3 separate regions of the Mus musculus genome follow, and all the other regions are linked to region 2. The links are chromatin contacts, called in public Hi-C maps. All regions are on one chromosome and are shown on one strand. The core of a region is the stretch at or near the end of the contact, and the rest is flanking DNA. Distances in the headings are between cores, read along the strand shown.

Region 1 (3,606 bases), core at 287-2,786, 500 kb before region 2:
TTTTTTTTTTTGGTTTCATTTTTTAAAATTGTTTTCTTTATTTACATTTCAAATGTTATCTATCCCCTTTCCTAGTTTTCCTTCTAAAAATCCCCTATCTCCTACCCCCTACCACTGCCTCTCAACCCACCCACTTCCATTCCTGGTCCTGGCATTCCCCTATACTGGGGCATAGAGCCTTCACAGGACCAAAGGCCTCTCCTCCCATTGATGACTGACTAGGCCATCCTCTGCCACAAATTCCACCATGTGTTTTCTTTGGTTGTAAATTTCACTAGGTGGCGCCAAAACTTTGACCATCATTCTTGCCCAGCTGTGAACTCTGTCAGCTACAGTGACGACCTGTTTAGGAAGGTAAGCTCGCTGGTGCAATGGTGGCACAGATGCCCAGGAGGTATCTTAACACCTGCTTTACTTATTAGGGCCAGAAACTAGGCTTGTTAAAGGTCCTAGGGGAAAACCACAATGATTAATCCGCAAAATAGATATTGTATATAACTGACTCCTAATGACTTCTTGTTATACCCATAGACAATTCCAATATGCTGTATTAACCAGCAGAGCTCCTTACATATGACCATAAAGTTGCGTAGCTATGATACATTACGTATCCAAACTAAGTACTCGCTGGTACTTCATTTAAAAAGTTTGTGACCTTTATTTATGAAACCATTCTTCTTTTTCATATAGAATGAACTATTTCTTCTTTTTCTTCCTCTTTTCATGTGTGTGTGTGTGATGTACATACATGCATGTTTGAATATTCACATATGTGCAAGCGCTCAAGTATAATGGAGGCCCAAGGGCCTGCAATCTTCTGTGATTGTTTTTCCACCTTCTTCTTTGAGGCAAGGTGTCTGAGATCATGCCCACCCAACAGTTACATAGGTTCTGGGGATAAGGACTCTGATCCTCTTGTTTGTATAGCAAGCACTTTAATCACTGAGCCAACTCCTCAGATCACTTTGGATCTTTAGCATACTGTGATGGTTTGTATATTCTTGGACCAGGGAGTGGCACCATTTGAAGGTGTGGCCTTGTTGGAATAGTGTGTCACTGTGGGTATGGGCTTAAGACCCTCACCCTAGTTGCCTGGAAGTCAGTCTTCCACTAGCAGCCTTTGGATGAAAATGTAGAACTCTCAGCTGTACCTGAGCTATGCCTGCCTGGTTACTGCCATGCTCCCACCTTGGTGATAATGGGCTGAACCTCTGAACCTGGAAGTCAGCCCCAATTAAATGTTGTTTTTTTTTATAAGACTTGCGTTGGTCATGGTGTCTGTTCACAGCTGTAAAGCCCTAACTAAGACAAATACCAATGTCTACAAAAGATCATAAGAGTCAGAGGTTGGAGAAGATCAGGGTCAAATAGCATCCCCAAGACATGACAGCACCCTCATGAATTCACAGTAAGCATGGTTGCCTGCTTTAAACCTATACAGGATCAAGCTAGTCAGTGGTCTAAAATGGGGGGAGAAAGGACTTACAAGGCCCTATCTTAACTGAAAAGCTATTAATAGTTGATTGTTTCTAAAGGAAGAAGAGTCGGTTTCCTTTAAGGATGTGGTCAACTACACTCCAGTGAATGGCTTGTGAGTATTGGGGCAACAGAAAGCAGACTCGGGGCTTTCTTTTGTTTTGTTTTTTTAGAGAGAGAGTACAGGAAGTTGAGAAGTAATGAGGAAGTGGGGAATCAATCTAGAAAGATTTAGAAAGAAGAGTTGGAGGCAAATGTGATCAAAATATACTGTAGGAAATTCCCAACTTAAAATTAAAAAATATATTAAAATAAAATATGTAAGTATTCTGCCAACCACTTCCTTGACACAATACAATTTCTAAAATTACCATCAATATGTCCTAGAGTTTTCCATGTGCAACAAAAAATAGTGATGTACAATATGATATTCATGAGATAATATGTTGCCACATATCTTATAATTACGATAAGTGAAAGACAATGCAAAAACAAATCAAAACTGGAGATAAAGAAAGAACTGTAAGTTAAAACAGTTTTTCTAAATGTGAACTCAAAGTTAAGACATCAATACTATTTTATTAGAAATGTAAGGTCCTACATGATATAAAATGACATGACAGTATGAGGAAATCACGCTTTTATACAATACCTATCACTCAAGTCCTTACCATATCCTAGGCACTGCGGTAAATACTAAGAACACCACACTGAATAAGGCATGATCCCAAACTCAGGAATATGATCAAAGGAAAAATCCACAAATGGTAATATTCAAAAAAATTAAAATTCACTCCATTGCTATTGACTACAGTTCATCGTGTTGTTATTTTACCTATTTCAAAAGTGTTTTTAATCACTTTAGACTGTGGTGAGCAGTGTAATAATACAGGCAATCTTATTATAACCTTAAAATCATCTAATATAAACTTTTCTCCTCTAAGAAAATGTAACATCATAAAAAGAGGATTTTTAATGCAATTGTTAACTTTAATAGACACCAAAAATTTGCCACTAAACATCATCTTGAGGACTAGTTTGAGGTGAAATGAAAGAATATTAGCCTAACATGATGGTACTTTGGATTCTGTCTTCAATGCAGTCAGAAAAATACTTTTGACAATAATTTATTTGTATTTCAATGACAAAAATCTTATGCATATGTATAAATAAGTTCTGTTGATAAATAAAACCTTAACAGAAAACAAAAGCTTTATCATGTTTTAGATTCAGTTTCAGAATACAGTTTTACACTATAATATAAAATTACTTCATATATCCACTAGAACCTACCAATCAACATGAATAATTTTATCTGGTTTTTAAAGAATAATTGTTATTTTATTAGAACAAATGCATTACTGTTGTGATTATGTATCTTTTTCTAACATTATATGATGTTTTATCTTGGGTAAATGATTCATTGTTGGTTAACATGTAAGCCAAGGGAACCTTGGATAGGAAAAAAATCTTACTGAAATAGTTGCGAGATCTTTCTAATGGAGAGTCAGCTAGTCTTACTCTAAATGTATCCCTTTTTAAATTTTTGCACTACAATCTTTACCTCTTAGGTTAAAACATATTATACAGGAAAAATAAGAGTTTTATTAACCTAAAATTTTCAAATGGGAAAAAATTTTCAATATACATCTAAAAGTGGAAAGTACATCTTAATGAGTTTTATGTGGATAGAGACACAATTTGGAACAAAAAAAAGTGAAAATCTTGCTTTTACAATTAAAACCACACAAAATGTTATGCTTGGTTTATTTTAAAAAGCAGAAAGAACAAAATTCACAAATTAAGAAGCCCTTGAGACAATGAAAGAACTTAAGTAAACTGACATTGCAGGACTTTTAAAGGTATCTAGGTCATAACCTTACTAGAGAAAGGACGACAGAAAAGCAACCACGGGTAAGGGAAGTAAGGGGTGTGGAAGGAATAATAATACTAGTGTTATTCCTAATTACTAGTCCTAATATTACTAGTGTTATTCTGTATTACTATTCCTAATAATACTAGTATTCTTAATTATTATTTCTAAAATACTAGTATTATTCCTAATTACTGTTCCTAATACTAGAATTATTCTTCCTAAAGAAAAACTTAGGTCAATTTAAAGATATTTGA
Region 2 (3,475 bases), core at 147-2,646:
CCCAGCCTGATTACAATAGGCACCCGGCACGAGGGAGTGTCACGCAGAGCACGGTTGGGAGCCGGTTTGCAAGCCGCGGCTCACCTGCTCTGCCAGCAAAACAGGTCTTACACACCTTCTCCTTTGCATGTCTCCAAGGGTTCCGAAAACCTGTGTGTCACCCCTTTAAAAGGGGAAGACGCGAGGCACGCGCACACCGAAACATATGTTGACTGATGACTAGTTATTCCACAAGGATACACAGAGAAATAAATCCCTCCACCCTGCACGCCCACTTGGCCAGTCCATTATGCAAAGGGAGCGCTTTACTGCCGGAGAGGAGCATGCAGGACGTGTTATTTACGTGCACATTACAGAGCCACACACCACGGCATCTGCATCCTACACAAAGCCGGAGATGGTGCAAGGAGATACACGCTGAGCACGGCACAGACCAGCCGCGGCAACACCGAGCCAAGCCCTCGGCCAATCAGATCGGCGCTGGAAGGTGGATCTCGGGGTCGGCTCTGCCCGATTAGCCTGCCCCATTATGACACCACGCTCTGCCCAACATCCAGATCCCACGGGAAGCAAATCTAATCCGTGTGCTCCCTCGTTTCTCAAACTGCCGAGCCGTCCTCCCATTTGTACCCCAGCTTTTCGCGCCCCCCCCACCCCCTTAAAAAAAAAAGAAAGAAAGAAAGAAAAGAAAGAAAAAAGCCACCCCGAGGCCTGGCTGCCCCCTGCCCGGCTTGGTTCCTCTTTTCACCTCCTCCGAGTCCTGGAAAGGATGAAGTGTTTCTCTCCCCCGCGCTCGAGCCGGGAAGGCGGAAGGTAGACGCCTCTCGCCGCGACTGGGGCAGGAGCTCCGGGGGCGGCGAAAAGTAAAGCAGCGACCACGGCGGGGGACCGTCGCCCACCCATCCGCCACAGCACTTGGAAACCCAGGAGCGCTCCAACTTACCCAAAATATGACATTGAAGCCAAAAATGAAGTATTTGATGCAACAACTGACTTCAGGACCCTTGTAGTGCTTCCCGGACATCCTCTGGGTTCATGAAGACACTTGCCCCGCCAGCCCGAGTTTGGAGCCCCGGAGCACCCCGGCTCGGAGCAGCCCGGCGAGCAGTGGGGCACGCGGGGCTCAGCCGCGCGGACCGAGCAGCTCCGGCACCTCCAGCCGCGGGCCTCCGAGGCCGCCGGGGCGCGGTGGCCGCAGCCTCCGGGAAGCCTCCTCGAACCGGCACGGAGCACAAAGCGGGAGCTCCGCGTCGGTGCGCCAGGCGGCGGGTCCGGCGCTCGGTCCCCGGGCTCCGGGCAGAGGCGGCCGCGCAGATGCCGGCGGAGACGCTGCCCGCCGCCCGCTCGCGCGCCTCCCACCGCTCGCTCCTCCCGCCGCTCGCTCCGCCCGCCCCGGCCCGCAGCTCCGCCCGGCGCCTGGGTCGGCGAGGCGCGCGCGCGCTCGACTCGTGCTCGGGAGCTCCCGAGAGGCAGCCGCACGACGCAGCCGCGCCACCTCTGTCGCGGTCCGCGTGTCTCTCTGTTTCTTCGCCTCCTTTCTCCCCGACCCTTCTTCCCGAGCCCCTTGCCGCCGAGAGAGACGAGGGAACACCCCGTAGCTCACAGACCTAAAGCAGCCAGGGCAGAGGGACCGGACCCCCGTGGATGAGCTGCGGGTCCTTCTCTTGGCCACCAGCAGCTCCGGAGGGACCCTGAAAAAGAGGGTGGCTTCGGGGAGCGAGGGCTGGGTGAGCGCCCTCCTCCCAACACACACACACACACACACACACACATACACACGGTCCCCTTGCCACCTAATCACACCGACCTCCTCCTGCATTGCTATGAGGAAGAGCAGACACCTTCCTTGCCACCCAACAGCAGAACAGGCGGGCTTCGTTGAGATGTTCAAGAGGGATCTAGGCCATTAAAGAGGAGAGAATGGAGGAGTGGGTATCTCAAAGGATACTCTATCTCTCTGACTAATCCACTCTTCCCAACGGCCAAAGAAACGAATCATCCTGCAAGTGGAGGCGAGCAAGAGAAGCTGGCCCAGAGGCGTCCTGACCCAGGTCCACTTCCACACCACGAAATTTTTCTCACCTTTGATGAAACATTCTCAAAGGAACACACCTGCCTCCTAGCTCAGGAAGCGATGCAGGAGTTACATACAGGACTGTCTCCCTCTGGGAAATCCCAGTTGGGTTTATAGATGCAGGGCACTCCTGACCTCTGGGAGAGGACAGAACTGGAGAGTGGAAACTTTGAGAAGCACGGGTGAGCAGGTACCCGGCAGTTGTCTATGTACACTCTTCAGGCACTTGGCACACGGGCAGGGAAACAGATGCCAGGGTTTTGTGGGATGAGAAGAAAGGGCAGCTTAGAAGTGTGTGGCAACATCTAGGGGAACTGACTTTAGTCTTTAGACATCCATGGTAGAAAAAGATAAGAATTTCCAGAACCAGCCAGTGAGTCTGGGCCCAGAACTTTGCATGTTTAAGAGGCTCTGCAGATGATGCCATCAGGGTGGCGGTGGAGAACTTGAGGTCTCAAAGTCTTCTGCCTAGGATTTTGCTGAGTAACTTCCTCTGCCTTTTGCTCAAAATCTGCAACCTGCAGTCAAGCTCTGATAAGGCAAGAAGTTTCCTTTTTACCTGCAGTAACCTCTTTCTAGATGGACCTGGCTTTCAGGAGGCTATGTTACAATCACAGTTGCGAATCCGGGTACCCAAAAGGCAGGAGGGCCAGGAACACTACTCACTCCATACCATGTCTCTGGCAAGCAGTGGATGAAATCACCCTAGCTCCCTCCACCCAGCCCAAGCAATGGCCCCCATCGGGCTCCTTATTAACAGGAGTGACCTGACAAGCTTTACCTAAGCCTACACGTGCTGCTGTGATGCTTTCTGTATATAAATAGATCCACTGCTGCAGAACACAGGAAAAGTCAGAGCAGAGGTCTCTCTTACACTATATGGCACCTTTCAAAAAAGGACTAGAATTAAATCCAATTGATGGCTTAGCCTTATCCTTAAGTGATACCCAAGTACCCTTGCTCTCACACAGACATGGTTTCTCCTTTCACCACCACTCCCCACCAACGTGACTCATTTGCTGCAATTGATGAACCTTCTCTGACTCATAATTATCACTCAAAGTCCAGAGCTCAACTAGGGTCCACCTTTGGTGCTGCTTATCCGTAGCTTAAATGAACGTCTAATGACATGCATCTCTCATTAGAGCATCATACCATGCATTTTCTCTGTCCTAAAAACCTTCTGGGTTCTGCCTAGACATTTCCCATTCCCCTCCCCCACTCAAGCCACTGATGTTTTATATTTCCATAGTTTTGCCTTTGGGGACATGTCATATAACAGAAATGCCATAGTATGACGTTTTCCTCCTCCTGCACCATAAACCTAAAACATCTCTCAAAATAAAATCTTGAACATCAATAGCCCATGGTGCTGTGTGTCTGTATTGCCAGCACTTGGGA
Region 3 (3,282 bases), core at 85-2,584, 300 kb before region 2:
TAAGAGTAGTATCTGCTCTTCCAGAGGTCCTGAGTTCAATTCCCAGCAATCACATGGCAGCTCACAACTGTCTAAACTCTACTTCCAGGGAATCTGACAGCCTCAAAGACCATCCCACATTTAAAAAAAAAAAAAAGAAAAGAAAAGAACATGTGAAAGAGGGCTAAAGAGGTGACTCCTCAAACAGAAGCACTTGTTGCTCCTGCAGAGGACCCATATGCAGCTCCCAGCATTCACATGGGCCTCATAACCACCCTAAACTCCAGTTTCATGTGATCCAGTTCTTCTGACCTCTGTGGGCACAAGGCATGCATATGTGCACATACATCAGTGTAGGAAAGAACAAAAGAAAAAGGTAATGTATGACCATCTCAGCTAAACTAAAGAAGTCAGGTAAAAAGCCATGGTAGTTCTGATGAAGTGAGTCTTTAAGACCTCCACCTAATAATGGTCGTTAAAACTCCATGCAGCTCACTTAGGAAATAAGATAAACCAATTAAACATATCTGTGCCTTCATCAAAACTAGGAGATAGGTTTCACATTATTAGGAGAAAAAAAAAAGCGTAGCTTACTCAGTTAAAGATACTTTCTAGAGAGATTTTTGCCAAGACTGCATAAACTACCCAGTAAGAACAGAACAGGAAACCATGCACCCTAGGGTGAGAACCACCATTTCCTTTTTCTTCAGAGAGGAAACTCCAGACTGGGTAGGGCATTTTTTAGACCTTTGTCTTGGGCTAGATTGCAGTACTGGCTGTTTAAAAGTTCATGGGAAACCAAGCTTAGTGGTGCTTGCTTGTGGCTCCAGTTAAAGGCTGGAGGGGGGAGGAGCTTCAGGTTGAAGAATCACTTGAGCATGCAAGTGATATATGCAAGGTCCTGTGACAAAGGTGGCACACAGATCTCACGTGCCAATCAAGAGGACTATTATGGGGAGTGAAGGAGTTACTCGAAACTCTTGGATGCCTGGTGAAATGCAAGAACCAAGAAGAAGTTAAGTGACTATAGAAATAAGAATAGCACAAGATTATAAGACATGCAATACTAATTAATTTTGTGTTAACCATGACCATAATACCAGCCAGAAACAAGAGAGGGAAAGTTGATTTTTTTTGAATCAGAAGGTCCAGTCCATCATGAAGAGGAAGAGGAAGAGGAGGAGGAGGAGGAGAAAGAGGAAGCACAGTGATGTAAGCATGAAAAGCCAAGCAGTCGGGAGGGCCAGCAGCAGGAAGGGAAGCAGGGCAGGACTGGGGACGGAGGAGAGGGGAAGCACGCACGCTGAGCTAGCTTTTTCTTTCCCCCACCTTTCTTCTGTCTGACTCCCACTTAGCCCATGGGGTGATGCTACCCACATCCAGAATGTGTCTTCTCACCCTGGCTCTGTTGTCTCTTGAAGCACCCTCTCAGATAGCAAGGGGTGTTCCTCTGAGCTTCCTTGATCATTGCAAATTCAGTCAAGTTGTCCGTGACAAGTAACTATCACACACACTAAGTCCTTTTGGTTGGTTAGACGTGAGAGGTTTTGAAAGAAAGTCTAGGTATTCATCTCAGGTCTTTACCATTACTGTATTTAAGTTGTATTCAATTACTCATTGAATCAAGATTTCTGCTGAGGTATATAAAGAAGAAAGCAGAAAACAAACAAAACCCAAATATCTTAGCTACCAAAAACATTCTTTTTCCCAATAAAAACGATTTATGAAGCAGTTACCAAAAACAAACAACCCACTGTAACTTTTACTAATATCATTAGGTAAGCTTTTGAAAACATAAAAAGGAAAAACCGAGTCAGAAACTTTAAAACCTAAGTGTGTAAAGGCCAGGAAGATGTAAAGTTAGGGTTGACCAGAAGAAATGAAAGAACGTGACAAGCACTTAAGAAATTTATAGTAAATTAAATGTGGCTGAAAATATGGGAAAGAAAAGGTTGAAATTAAAAAATAAAAAAAGAATGAATCAGAGAAGACATGATTAATATCAAAGATAGATCAGTATCATTTCTGTAAAGGTGATGTAATTAGAGTCCTAAAGACAAACCAGTCAAAGAAAGCAATACAGAAGATAAACATCCTACAAATAAAGGAAGACTGACCTCTATCAAAAGGATCCAGCAGGTACTTGTAAAAATTGACCTTTCATGTCACAGTGACCCACAGTAAAATTCTTAGGATTTTTAGATTTTATTTGATTTTATAGCGATCATTCCGACACTGAGTTGTTGTCGGTAAAGACCACGTGAAGCTCTAGTACGATACGGTTACGTCATTGAGTGAAGTTAACTGATGTCCTCAGTCATGTGTAAGAATCTTCATTATTAGCAGATCTAGTTGCTGTTGGTTAAGGGGCACAAATATGAAAGCTCTCTAAGTAAAGAACCTGTAACTTTGAGAGTGCTTAGCACTCATGTCAGCATTACAAGGTATGGCTCCATTCCTCCTGACACAGAGTCACCCATGTGCTGTGTGCTTCCGCCGCTTGGCCTTCAGGAGCTGCCTCAGTTTTCAGTGCTGTGTCAGGTCAACTTCTCTGAAAGGTTGACCCTGGTAGTATCTTCTTACTTGTCCTCAAATGGCCTTTATGTTACTTAGTAATGGCCCCCAACTCAAAAGTGGTAATGTTTGCCATTTGATGATGCTAAAGAGAGCCCACCAAGTATCCCCTTTAGATGAAAAGGGAGGGGTTCTCACTGAACAGAAAGAAAAAAAATGTATGCCGTTATTACAAAGGTCCGTGGAAACAACCAACCTTGTTTTTCACCCATAAGCTATGGAGAAGGAAAGACTTAATGCTAGTTGTGCTGTTAGACCTTAAACTAAGCTAGAGAGGAGTAGGTGACAAAATAGAAAGGACATTAAATTTGTGGGTGGGAACGTGAACAGAAACGTGATCTGATGGATCACAGTGTATTGTGCCAGATAGTGCTAAGCCTCACTTTATCTTGCCATATAGGCAATGTTCTATCTGTCATCACGAGAGAGAGAGAGAGAGAGAGAGAGAGAGAGAGAGAGAGAAGGAGAGAGAGAGAGAGAAGGAGAGGGGTAAACAGCAAGATACTGTGAGAGAATAAGAGCACGTTGATATATCTTTTGCTTTAACTATTCTGTTTTGTTATTAGTTATTGCTAATCTCTTAATTATAAGCTAAATTTCACCTTAGGTAAGTGTGTTTAGAGGAATAATATATATTCTATATTAATTAATCAAGGTACCAGCAGTTATGGAGACTACTGAACTATCGTATAGTCTTGATAGTACCTTGGCACTCAGGTGATGGAAGAC

What was found. A called contact is a pair of places that touch in the nucleus more often than the background predicts.
Region 1: a Hi-C map of B cells shows a contact between it and region 2, with 13 read pairs. The contact joins the enhancer-like site here to the promoter of Tspan5 in region 2. A contact is called at or near these places in 2 of 39 promoter capture datasets (liver and pre-B cells), 1 of 15 datasets of contacts at CTCF or cohesin (pro-B cells), 1 of 484 Hi-C or Micro-C datasets (B cells) and 1 of 115 datasets of contacts at active chromatin or transcription factors (large pre-B cells).
Region 3: a Hi-C map of B cells shows a contact between it and region 2, with 7 read pairs. The contact joins the enhancer-like site here to the promoter of Tspan5 in region 2. A contact is called at or near these places in 1 of 39 promoter capture datasets (hippocampal neurons), 1 of 484 Hi-C or Micro-C datasets (B cells) and 4 of 115 datasets of contacts at active chromatin or transcription factors (effector CD8 T cells, embryonic stem cells, memory CD8 T cells and 1 more).

The regions. Positions count from the first base shown.
Region 1 is chr3:139,243,396-139,247,001 of GRCm38.p6, reverse strand. The region is part of intron 6 of Stpg2 (sperm tail PG rich repeat containing 2); the gene reads right to left. Among named protein-coding and RNA genes, the nearest start is that of Stpg2, 39 kb to the right of the region's middle. Within about 2 kb of position 1,536, at least 48 of the 459 cell types and tissues checked have an H3K27ac peak or open chromatin away from gene starts, as enhancers often do. A contact at or near this core is called in B cells, pre-B cells and pro-B cells, where this site is marked.
Region 2 is chr3:138,740,129-138,743,603 of GRCm38.p6, reverse strand. Tspan5 (tetraspanin 5) reads right to left here and starts at 1,396. Exons shown (of 8, transcript NM_019571.5): 1 at 944-1,396. The coding sequence starts at 1,024.
Region 3 is chr3:139,040,108-139,043,389 of GRCm38.p6, reverse strand. All of the region lies in intron 2 of Rap1gds1 (RAP1, GTP-GDP dissociation stimulator 1), which reads left to right. Among named protein-coding and RNA genes, the nearest start is that of Rap1gds1, 33 kb to the left of the region's middle. Within about 2 kb of position 1,334, at least 138 of the 459 cell types and tissues checked have an H3K27ac peak or open chromatin away from gene starts, as enhancers often do. A contact at or near this core is called in B cells, effector CD8 T cells and memory CD8 T cells, where this site is marked.